Linked DNA regions of Ovis aries: region 1 is linked to region 2. A link is a contact called in public Hi-C data. All regions are on one chromosome and are shown on one strand. The core of a region is the stretch at or near the end of the contact, and the rest is flanking DNA. Distances in the headings are between cores, read along the strand shown. Region 1 holds the start of C19H3orf20 (chromosome 19 C3orf20 homolog). Region 2 holds the start of RBSN (rabenosyn, RAB effector).

Region 1 (6,087 bases), core at 2,821-5,320, 440 kb before region 2:
AGGAGATCGAGACACTTAAAAATTGGAAGATGGTCCACTTAGTTTTGTATAAATGCTGTCTTCCTGTGACATGTTAAACTCTGTGTATTGTTTCTCTGTTTTTGCTCTACTCCTGAACATGTCATTTCCACAAGACGTGAAGTGCCACCAGTGTTTTTTTAAAACACCGTTTTCTTTTAAACTATGGCCAGAATTGAATAGCCTACAGACTGTCACCAGGCTCCACCTCTTGTCACCCTTGCTTTGCCTGAGACTCTTTCTTTGAGTAATTGAAGGGTTTCTGGTCCTTCGATTGTTGATCAGGGGAGGTGGGGTGGCATAGTGTCAAACAGAGACTTTGAAATCCATCCAATCTGGGTTTGAATCCTGGCTCTTCAGTATTTACCTTTGTAGCATTTCTGATGGTAATTTTCCTTATCTGTAAAATGGGGATAGAATGGAGTACCAGTCCTGAGATTGGGTTGTTAAAGAGCTAAGTGAACTACTGTGTACAAAGTACTTAGCCCACAACCTGGCATATAATAGGTGCTCAGTGAATACCAGGTATTGCTTGTACTCTCAGGATAAGTATGTTCTATTTAACTTTTTAAAGTAGTCGTAAGCTTTATTGTAATGAAGTCTTATTTCCTTTACAAAAATAGATGGAGATGTTATTGGGCCTTTGCCCCCAGAACCAGACGTCACGCCAGCTCCTCGTACAGCTGCCCAGAGTAGCAAAGTAGAAGTCATCGTTCAGGAGAGGAAAGATACCAGACCCGGGGTGCCACACGTCCGCGAGTGGGACAGAGGAAAAGGTGAGGGGTCGGTTCTCCTGAGCAGACTGTGATTTTGGTTTAGGAGGGGAAGGATTATCAGGCCTAGGGTGCCACACGTCCACGAGTGGAACAGAGGAAAGGTGAGGGGTCGGTTCTCCTGAGCAGACTGTGATTCTGGTGAGTCTTAGTGGTCCTGGGAAGCTTAGAGGATTCTCTAGGTCCCTGAGCTTGTTTCTTCTCAATAACCAGAAGCACTAGAAAGTGTGATATAAAAGACTAGGGTCTGCAAGGCATCATACCTAAAGGATGAGCTATTTTAAAGACGCACTTAAGGGCAGGTTTTGGAAATTCCTGCTGCCCTCTTGTGGTTTCACACCTTCGGGATACTGTTTGTCCAGAACTGCTTTTTTAAAGTCTTAGGAAAGTTTGGTACTTTAATGTAGTCTGTGTTTTTAACAGTCTCTTTTATGCTCTCTTGAAAACAATCTGCATTCAAGTTTATTAACTTGAATTCACATATGGTTCTACTAGGTTATGCAAATTTTTCTTTAAGTTTTTTCCTGTAAAGACACTGTGGTACCTGCAGTGACCTCTCTTTGGGAAAAAGACTCTGGTTTCTGCCATTTTGAAAACAGTCATTTCAGTGGTACATTCGCTTAACTGTTGAAGCCTGTGAGATCACGACTCAAGTGAAAGATGCGGATGGCGCGTGGCTTGGGTCTGTGCCGCTGTTAGAGACAGATAGCTCTGGACAGTGCCCTTTGTATCTTCTAAAACTCAGTAGAGGACAAAACTTGTGTTTTGCTATGAAGTACCTATAACATGTCAAGCAAATGATTTAAACACTTCGTTATTTCTGTTTTTGTGCTTTTTTGGCATTGTCCCCAGAACCCGCCAGCCTTCTTTCTCCACAGAACCTTCCCTGAGCTTTTCTCTGTGGGACTTTTCACTCCTCTTTCTCAGCCCGGTTCCTTCCCTGTGCTTCTGTAGGCATTGCATGCGCCTTGTAGTTTAGTTCTCCGGAGAATGTAAGGTGGCTTTTAAGAAAGACAGATGACGATTAAAAACTAAAAGCATTCAAATGATTCAATAATCAGTTCTAAGAACACTTTATTTTTTACTAGACTTTTCCTTTGGATACTGGTCGAAGAGACAGTCAGATCTCCGGGCTGAGAGAGACCCTGAGTTTGCGCCACCATCGTATTACTTTGTGGACCAAAAGAGAACTGAGTCTCTGAGCAGCCAGGCCTGGAGCCGACCTGCCCCTGCACAGAGGGACCCGGGGCAGCACTCTGGCCAGAGCCATGACCCCTGCGCGTCACAGACGTCATCCGCTCCTGCCCCCAGCAGCCCACCACAAGCCCCGACGGTCACTTTTGAAACTCTGGATGATATGATATCATATTATAAACAAGTAACATGAAGTTAAAAACACTGTAACTTGGGTCTGTACTGTTAATGGTGCCTTCCTCTCCCACAGTGGAGAAAATAACTTTAGGGACTGAATTGTAGCTTTCTCTTCCTGTCCTTTCCCTGAAGACCCAGACCTCAGGCTGGATTTGTCAGCAGGGAAGAAAGTGAATGGTACTGTGGGAACTCTGGCCACTTAGCTATTCATTTCATTCTGATCGGTATGGAGACACCAGTTCATCTGGATTTATACGTGAGCTGAGATAGAGTAGACATATTCTGTAATATTTGATACTAAGGAATCTGTGATCCTAAGGAATCTGTAAGCCTGTCTCTCATGCCCACTCCGATGACTTACTCAGATTAAAGGCTCCGTTTCTCTCCTTTTGCCAGTGCTGGCTGACAGATGTCTTTGTTCCAAGCATTCAGCTTCCAAGTCAGTTGATGGAGCATCTGTTAGGAAGAATTTCAGCCTTTCAAACGGTAGCACAGAAGGGGACATTGGGGTACGAAATGATCTGGTCTCCAGGAGGACCCTGACACTGGTGGAGAATTTAGGGTATCATTTGAAATGATCAGGAAGACCAGGGAGGACTTTGTAGTCCAGAAAAGAACATGTTGATGTCACTTGCAGAGTAGGCATTCAGTAAGCGTTTATTGAGTGACGGGCACATGTGGAGGCTGCTGGGCCTCGTCAGCGAGTGATATGCTTCTTAGCCATCAGTCAGTTTTTCAGCTCCGCCTGCTCTTCCGGTGCTGCGGATCTAGGCCCTCATCTCACTTGGGAGCCGACTCATCCCAGCCTGAGTGGGGTGGACTTGGGCTGGAGTGAGGGGCTGCTAGATCCCTTTGTCTTTGCTAACAACAGGTGGGTTACCAGTGCTCCAGAAGGACCTCCTGTGCCTGGGTACCATCTGTGTCCTCTCCCAATGTCCTCGTCACAGCTGCAGACAAGCAGTAGAAGTTGGCCACCAGGCCCACCGGGCTGTTAGAGCTTCCTCCCTCGCCAGTGAGTCCTGTAAGAAGGCACTGGAGCAGATCTTCCAAGGGCCCGCAGGAGCCCGTGGTCTCCGCTCCACAGCACGGCAGTACTGATGCTTGGGCCCCGTTCGCATCACAGATTGCAAGCTGGAGCACAGGGTCAGTGACTCGTCATGTGGTATCCAAGTGGCAGATGGTTTAGGCGCGTGTTCCGGACTCACACTTTCTCCAGCACCCTCTGCTCTCTGTGTTTAACCCCAGTATTGAGCAGTATTAAAATCCCAAATCCTTACAAACTTAACCTCTGAAGTCCAGATCAAGGGCAGAGTTGCAAGACCTACAAAAGGTCATTTTGTCAGCCTGATCAGGCAAATACATCTCCTAGCAAAAATAATTCATGAAAACCAACTGACCCAGCTTCCTTTTTTGCGGAAATTGTCAAACTAAAATTTGTATGGAATTACAAGAGACCCGGAATATCTAAAACAATTTTGAAAAAGGAAAAAGGACAGAGTTGGGGGACTTACTTCTTTATTTCAAGACTTACTACAAAGATACCAGGATTGAAACAGTGTGGTTCTGATGTATTAATAAACAATGAAACAATTGAGAGTCCAGAAATAAACCCCATACATCTGTGGTCACTTGATTTTTGACAGTGGTGGGAAAGAATAGATCTCAACATGATTCTGAGACAGTCGACTCTCCACCTCCAAAAGAATGGACTTGGACACTTAACTCACGCCATGTACAAAACCATCTCAAAGTGGACCAAAGACTTCAACATTTCTGTAAAACCAGCTGAAACAGCTTGTAGGACAAATGGAGAGGAGACAGAAATTGGAGTACTGAAAGGAAGAACAGAATTGTTAGGGTCATAAGGGAAAACAAAAGAGAAGAAGGTATCTAGGCAAATATGAGGGAGATGGGAAGAGCGTGTGTAGGGCAGAGGGCGGGGCAGGAGGTAGTGCAGCAGGGACTGGAGAGGCGGGCTGTGGAGGGGGTGGCCGGGCAGCAGTGAGCCTATGAGCACGGGGCAGCGGGCTTCCCTGGTGGCTCTGCAGTGCAGGAGACGCGGGCTGGATCCCTGGGTCAGGAAGATCCCCTGGAGGAGGGCATGGTAACCCACTCCGTACTCTTGCCTGGGGAATTCCATGGACAGAGGACCCTGGCGGGCTACAGTCCATGGGGTCACAAAGAGACACGACTGAGCAGGTAACACTTTCACTTTTATGGGAGGCAGTGGTCGTGGGAAGGGCACCCAAATAACCTCTTGTCCTTACCCAGGGCACCCACGGTGGAAAGCAGACCAGTCCGTGCACATTGGCTCATGGTCATGCAGCTAATAAGTGTAAGTTGGATTTTCTCTAGGATTTAAAAACCTATAAGCCTCGTTCGAATTCCCCTTTCACAGCATACAAATAAGTTGAGTGCCTAGTTGTTGACATCCTGTTCCATTTCAGATCCAGAGTCCTTGAGCGTTAACACAGTTCAATCTTACCGTTTCTCTTGGGCGTGTTACGTAGGAGTGTGTCCAGCAGATGGCACTGGCGTTCTTAGACAGCAGACCCATGCTCTGAAATAGCACTGCCCAGCAGAAGTGAGGTGTAAGCCCTGTGTGTCAGTTTGATTTCTAGGAGCCACATTTAAAGAGCGAATTCTTTCTGTGGTATAAAGCCATCGCTCTGTGTCTGGGGGGGGATCCACCAGAGTGTAGATGCTCGAGTTCCGCAGTCGGCCCTCTGTACGTGCGTTCATATCCACATATTCAGCCGGCGGTGGGACAGGTAGTGCTGTAGTGTTAGTGAACGGCCCACGCACACGTAGGCCCTCCCAGGTCACACCCAGGTTCAAAGAGTCAGCTCCATTTAACCCAGAATATCCAAAATATTTCACCGCTCCATCAATATACAGAAAGTTCAGTGGGACGCTTTGCATCTCTTTTCTCACCAAGTCCTCAAAACCCACCGTGTGCCCACTGCTAGCACACCTTGATTCAGATGTTCAGTTTTCATCAGGAATACTCAGTCTCTATTCGGATTTCACAAAATATATATTTGAAAAAGTAGATTCACATACCTGAGTTGATCCAAACACACTTAAAAACATTTAAGAGCTGGCCAGTAACGAAACTGATTATCAAGCTTTAAATTTCATAAACTTTAAAGGTAGTTCCTTGGTCATACTATCCCACACTCAGGTGCTCAAAAGACACATGTCTAGTGCTAGTGAATGCACAGCACAGCTCTGACCTGTTTTTACACGTTTTGTGGTTTAACTACATATAATTCTCCTGTTAGTAACTAAGTGATCGGCAAACAGACCTCTTCCAGCTCTGCATTAAGCACTCACGCTACTCCTGTGGCTGTGTTTGACTTGGGAGCCACCAGTGCTGAAACCTCCGGTTGGAAAGCATGACCACACCTCGTTCATGGCGTTGTGGAGCTAAGCAAAATGTCTTGGATTAGAAATTGCTTTGAATTATTTGTTTTCATTGTAATCTTTTCTCCAGGCCTTTGTGTGTTTTAATACAGTTCGTTTGAATTGGCTTAATAAATCCTTTTGTTTGCTTGCAAAAGTCCCAAAGGAGAAACTTTAAATCCATATACATGAGATTCCTGCTATGTTTAGCTGTGCATTTGCCAAAGACTTGTGGGATAATTTATCTCCTCTTAAAGCTGTAGTGCAGCCTGGGAGCTGGCTCTCAGCTGCCCTTGTTGTGACATACAGCTGAGGCAGTAGAATTCAGAATCTGGAATGGGCGAGGGTACTGGTCTCTACAGTTAATACGACACAGAGCAGCCACGCCATATGTGTTCAATTTCTTTTCAGCCAGTAAATCGAACTAAGTCAGTTATATGTCAAGCAGTTCCTGTAAGAAACTATATGGCTAAGGTAAGTAAGTGGTGGCCAGTGACTCGGTCAGCCTGCTGAAAACCTT
Region 2 (6,524 bases), core at 1,927-4,426:
GTGTGAAGCCTCGCTGTGTAGGCATTATGTTTAATGTTTAATCTCTGTGTGTCTGGAATCTTCATCAGTAAGATGGGGCCCATTGACAACACAGTTATGCTGAGAATTCAATGACATTAATGCAGGGGAATGTTTTTAATACCACCTGCTACGTGGAGAAGGAAATGGCAACCCACTCCAGTGTTCTTGCCTGGAGAATCCCAGGGACAGGGGAGCCTGGTGGGCTACCGTCTATGGGGTCACACAGAGTCGGACACGACTGAAGCGACTTAGCAGCAGCAGCTACATGGAAAACACTAGAAACGTGTTCTCTATTGTTATTATTAATTTACTCTTATTTATTGTGTGATGGTGGTGTCAGCTACAAACTGGCACTTACCAAGAGCACTGCCAACAACTGAACAGCAGAGGCGTTTGCCATCTGCCTCTATGGAGACTGAGCCCCACGCTGCTCTAGCTGCTGACCTTCAACAACCCCCGAGGGAGTTCAGGGTGGAGTGAGGCACGCTGTGCTCCAGGGAATCTGGTGGGACAGGTCTTTAGATGGTTGGATGTTTTTAGGAACAGATTTTATGATCTCCATCCTTGCATCTCCTCACGTCTAGAGAAGCACTAAGTCCCTTCATGGTGCATCAGACCCTCATGACTCACAAAAAACCTGTTGTAAATTGAGTGCTTCACGGCAGTGCACTCCGCCTTCACCAAAACCTTATATACCGACTTTCCCTCACTCCTGCTTCGGAGCAGGCGCCCAGAGCCAACTGAGATGCTGCCTCCAGGGCTGCAGTCTGCATTTTGCTCCCAAATAAAACTTAACTCACAACTCTCAAGTCGTACATCTTTTTTTAGTTGACAGTGGCAACCACGGGAGCTGATAAAAACCATCCCACGAGTTAAAGCTCCCAAGGACAGAACGAGGTAAGCCGGAAATCCTAGCCTCTTACTTTTAATTTGCCCTTTGACATCACGGTCTTCCCCGGAGTGCTCTTCCTCATAATGTGACTGCAGCTGATAGAAAGACTGCAGGTCCTTCAGGCACAAAGGGCAAAGGAAGCCCTCTCTCACTTCTCCTGGGTCATCCAGAGATGCCATGGGGTGTCTTTCTCAACCCCTGCAACGCAGGGGCCTCATGCCAAGAGTCAGCTGGATTCCTCCACAAGAGACAAGGGATCCCACAGCATTAGCTTAGACAAGGGGTCAAGCAGCACCCAGACGACAGGGAAGTGGCATCATGGTCCTGGATGAGGTGTCCTCCCTGGAGCAGAAGTCCTACGAAAGGAAAAAAGAAAGGGGGGGAGGGGACAAATTCAGGCAAATTAGCAGTAACTGAGAACTTTCCTTATTCTTTTCACAATTCAAGATGGGTACTTAATGTTTTCCAGTGCAAGTCTGATAATACAAACTGCTTTCTCAAATCCTTAGACGGAAACCTAAAGCTTTCTAAGATGAGACCATCACACAAAAACAGCAACTCAATGAAGGGGGAAGCACAGACTCCTGAACATAAGAGAGGAAAATACTGTAACGTTTCCAGCTTCATAAAGTGCATGCCATGTCTGAAGTAGCTCTCAACAAGCAGAAGTTTTTACTTGACTCTCTTTCCCTTGACCATTTATTCAACTACATATATGGAGTTTCTGCATCTGTCTCAGAAATGCACTGATGTAAAAGGGATAGCATCTATCCTAGAAACCAAACAAAAATTCCAACTTCAGTCTAGGGAGCAGCATTAGAAACTTGACTGATCAGAAGGAAAAATCTACTTCGATAGCCTCAAACTGAAAATAACACAAATACTTACCAAAAAAAGAAAAATATATTTAGTGTCTTATGTTTGTATGGTACTTATTCTCCAATAAACTTACTAGACTTTATAAACCAGCAAACCTAACGTTCTCCCTGCCTCAAAAATAAAAGAATCGGTGCTTAAACAATTCAGAGTTTAATAAGTTACATTTTCAGTTTTATCCAGCCTAGACAAAGTCACTTTCAATGTCAACTTGGAAAGATTCCCAGCCACAGGGAAAACGGAGGCAAAACCATTCCACCAAAGCAGAGAAATTTCTCAAGAACCTGAGGCCACAGACGAGGGTGGAGAGTGAGCAGGAATGTACAAGCCTCAGCTTTGAGCTGCCGATGGACCCGCTTACAGGGCCACTGAGGAGGGACTGCCCAGTCATCAAAGCGAAAGGGGGTCGGTGACCCAGGAAATAAACAAATGAAACACGCGGTTCCTGTTTTCTTCCTCCAGTGAAAAAGCCCGACGATTGCGTACAATCACATCTCAGCCCCTTTCAGAGACAGCCGCTGAAAAGACAAGCAGCTCCTAGCCAGAGGTTCATCCGAGCCTCCTCTCTTCCCACTCACCCGACCAGCCGCAAATCCAGCACAAACTCCCGAAACCTCAAGGCACCTTCACGGCCGCAGAAACGCACTGCTCAAGGTGTTCTGTCCCGGGGCACCTCTCCTCACAGCACTGACCGCAATTTGTAATCACAGGTACACAAAGCGACGAAAACCCACAGCCTGTGAGCTGTGTGAGGGCAGAGGCCACGTCCACGTTCCGACCACCACGCCCGCAGGGTCAGTGCCCGGCACGAACCTCCGACGATCCCAATAACGCCCCGGGAGGGAATGAATGAAACAGCGAACTCTAAGATCACGTAACCAAACACCCATCACAGACCACCTAGCTGGGCCCCACGTCCACAACACAAGCGAGCCGCTCATCCCCGAAATCCTGTCCGAAATCCAAATAAGGCCCACGGTTCCTGCAACTCCTCGTCCAGCGCGAGCGCCGCCGGCCGCTCTCCGCAGCCTGGGACCACACAGCCCCCGGCCGCAGAACCCAACGCCGCTAACGCGTCCCCGCGCAGCCACGGCCGGAGTGAAAGCACCGCGGACCCGCGGGCGGGACGCGCGGCAGGAGAGGCCCGGCGCCCACCACGCAAGTCACACCCACCGCCACACAGGGCCACCGCGCCACCGCCACCAGCCGCCTGTCTGCTGGCCGAAGCGGGGTGGCGCCCCAACCCGGAGAGTCGCCTGGCCCTCTCCGTACCCTGCTCGGGCCTCCCCCGGGCGCGCAGGCCTGTCCAGTCCTCAGACGCGGGCTCCGGGCCTCCGCGAGCCTTCACTCGGGCGCGGCCGCCATCTCCATCAACAGCTCGGCGCTCGGCAGGCACGCCTGCGGCCGCCGCGAAACCAAAAAACCGGGGGAGAAAACACTCGGGAGCGCCGAGTCATCGAGAGGCCGGAAAAAAATTCCCCAGGATCAGCGCAGCGGCGGCTTCTGCGCAGGCGCCGGAACGAGTGGCGGGGTTTGTTTTGTTTGTTTCTTGCCTTTAGTCGTGTCCAGCTCTGTGCGACCCCATAGGCGGTAGCCCACCAGGCTCCCCCGTCCCTGGGATTCTCCAGGCAAGAACACTGGAGTGGGTTGCCATTTCCTTCTCCAATGCATGAAAGTGAAAAGTAAAAGTGAAGTCGCTCAGTTGTGTCCGACTCTTCGCGACCCCATGGACTGCAGCCTACTAGGCTCCTCCGTCCATGGGATTTCCAGGCAAGAGTACTGGAGTGGGGTGCCATTGCCTTCTCCGAGTGGCCGGTTGACGCCCCTTGATTTTACGTTTTTCCCAACCCCGCAACTTGGGGGTGTTGTTCAACGGCTAGGTCGTGTCTGACACCTTGTGACCCCATGGACTGCAGCACGCCAGGCTTCCATGTCCTCTCTTTCCCTCTCGGAGTTTGCTCAAACTCATGTCCATCGAGTGGTGATGCCATCTAACCCTGTCATCCTCTGTCATCCCCTTCTCCTCCCGCCTTCAATCTTTCCCAGCAGCAAGGTCTTTTCCAGTGAGTCAGCTCTTCGCATCAGATGGCCAAAGTATTGGAGCTTCAGCTTCAGCATCAGTCCTTCCAATGAATATTCAGGGTTGATTCCCATTAGGATTGACTGGTTTGATCTCCTTCCAGTCCAAGGGACTTTTAAGAGTCTCCTCCAGAATCACAATTGGAAAACATCCATTTTTTGGCACTCAGCCTTCTTTATTGACCAAGTGTCACATCCTTACAGAACTACTGGAAGTTCAGGGGCGCGGGATGGGCGGACACTGGGGTGGGGCAGGGAGAGGTGAAGTTAAACCCCATTCCTTGCTTTCCACTCCATTGCACAGATTGGAAAACTGAACCTTATAGCCCTTTAGGCCTTGGCCAAGATGCATGGTATATGAGGCATCCAGGGGTCTTTAATGCCTCCTCCAGACCAACAACTGCAGTTCTATTAATAAATTAATTAGAAATAATAAAAGTTCTGGGGCTTCCCAGGTGATTCAGTAGTAAAGAATCTGCCAGGCAATGCAGGAGATGTGGGTTCGATCCCTGGGTTGGGAAGATCCCCCGGAGGAGGAAATGGCAACCCACTCCAGAATCCTTGCCTGGGAAATCCTACGGACAGAGGAGCCTGGCGAGCTACAATCCGTGGGGTCCCAAAGAGTCACACGCAACTGAGCACACACACCTAGTACATAAAGCTCCTGAGAGCCAGACAGAAAAGGCGTATTTGAGAAACTCGCAGTATGTGGAACCTTCTAGAATATCACTGCGTGAGCTTAAGCTTGAAATAAGATGGGGATCCAACCCAAGCATGTACAATGTGCTCAGGAAAATCTGTGAATCTTCAAATGCAAAACAAGATGGCAGTGAGACATCACTTTGTAACTGAGTGGCTGTATCGCAAAGCAGTGTGTTGGTGAGGATGGGAACTGGGAATGTAAAGTGATGCAGCCGCTGTGGAAACCAGCACGGAGTGCCTCGAAAATTAAAAATAGAGCTGCAGTGGGGCTCACTGATTCTGCTTCTAGGTTTTATCTGAAGAAAAGACTAACTGAAAAAGGCATCTGCATCCACTTACCTAGTGCAGCATCTCCTACAAGAGGCAAGACATGGAAGCAGCCTAGAGTATCCAGGAATGGATGAATGGATTAAAAAAAAACACAACAGTGGCCAAAAAAAGGGGGGGAATGCTCATTATATTCACCGTGGGCCTTGGGGACCCTGACTGCTTTGACACCCCTACATCTGGGGAGCCCTGGATCTCAAGGCTGTACTGCAGTGGGGCTGAGGGAGGTAAGACAGGATGGTCTGGCAGATGAGCCCCACTTGGGCCTCTAATGCCTCGTCCGTGCTGATGGAGACCAAACTCTCCCGACCCAGGCGGGCGCCGCCGCACAGCCAGACCTACTGCACCCCTGACGGTGGACGCGGGGATGCCCGAGCTTCGGACGGTCGGCTGCTCTCCAGATATCCTAGCGGTAGGACTGCAAGGGGATGCAACCAGTCCATCCTAAATGAGATCAGTCCTGGGTGTTCACTGGAAGGACTGCTGTTGAAGCTGAAACTCCAATACTATGGCCACCTGATGCGAAGAGCTGACTCATTTGAAAAGACCCTGATCCTGGGAGGGATTGGGGGTAGGCGGAGAAGGGGACGACAGAGGGTGAGATGGTTGGAAGGCATCACTGACTCAATGGACATGGGTTTGGGTGGACTCCAGGAGTTGGTGATGGACAGAGTCAGACACAACTGAGCGACTTCACTTTCTCTTTTCACTTTCATGCATTGGAGAAGGAAATGGCAACCCACTCCAGTATTCTTGCCTTGAGAACAAGAACAGCCTGGTGGGCTGCCGTCTATGGGGTCGCACAGAGTCGGACACAACTGAAGCAACTTAGCAGCAGCAGCAAGGCTGTATATTGTCACCCTGCTTATTTAACATATGCAGAGTACATCATGAGAAACGCTGCGCTGGATAAAGCACAAGCTGGAATCAAGGTTGCTGGGAGAAATATCAATAACCTCAGATATGCAGATGACACCACCGTTATCAAAGAAAGTGAAGAGGAACTGAACAGCCTCTTGATGGAAGTGGAAGAGGAGAGTGAAAAAGAAGTCATAATGGCCATCATCAAATTGGTACAATGTGGTGGGGGGAGAAAAAAATGAACTCTCCTTCACTCTTTTTGGGAGTGAAGGATGGGTGGATGAATGGATAAGACTTAGAATGGTAGGAACATCTCCTTAAAAAAAAAAAAATTTCAATGAGGGGCACTTCCTGATAGTCCAAAGCTAAGACTCCATGCTCCCAATGCAGGCGGTCCAGGTTCAATTGATCCCTGGTCAGGGAAATGGATGCCACACACCACAACTAAGCAACTAAGAGTCTGCATTCTGCAAAGAAAGACCCTGGGTATGGAACTAAGACCCAGGGCAGCCAAGCAAGAAATAAATATGTATTTTTACAAAATGCCACAAAAAGTTGAGCCGGTGATCAAACTCCTGGACATAAATGCAAAAGAAAGAAAACCTGACGTTTGAAAGGAAACATACAAACAACATTCATCATAGTTTATGGCATGACAGCCAAGAAGAGGAATCAAGGAAGTGTCCAGAGAGAGATGGACGTGTCAGGATGTGGGACATACATCTGCTGAACTCTGACTCAGACCAAAAAAAAAAAAAAAAAAAAG

Evidence for each region. Hi-C and Micro-C count contacts between places; a contact is called where the count stands out from the background.
Region 1: a Hi-C map of hypothalamus shows a contact between it and region 2, with 2.4 times the contacts expected there. The contact joins the promoter of C19H3orf20 here to the promoter of RBSN in region 2. A contact is called at or near these places in 3 of 16 Hi-C or Micro-C datasets (hypothalamus, skin fibroblasts and tail adipose tissue).

What each region holds. Positions count from the first base shown.
Region 1 is chr19:57,538,305-57,544,391 of ARS-UI_Ramb_v3.0, reverse strand. C19H3orf20 (chromosome 19 C3orf20 homolog) reads left to right here and starts at 4,070. Exons shown (of 15, transcript XM_042236434.2): 1 at 4,070-6,087. It overlaps CCDC174 (coiled-coil domain containing 174), which reads left to right. Exons shown (of 12, transcript XM_060402954.1): 11 at 642-794; 12 at 1,880-2,557. The coding sequence ends at 2,178.
Region 2 is chr19:57,099,257-57,105,780 of ARS-UI_Ramb_v3.0, reverse strand. It overlaps RBSN (rabenosyn, RAB effector), which reads right to left and starts at 3,176. Exons shown (of 12, transcript XM_027957805.2): 1 at 3,062-3,176; 2 at 945-1,269. The coding sequence starts at 1,092. It also overlaps the pseudogene LOC114109355.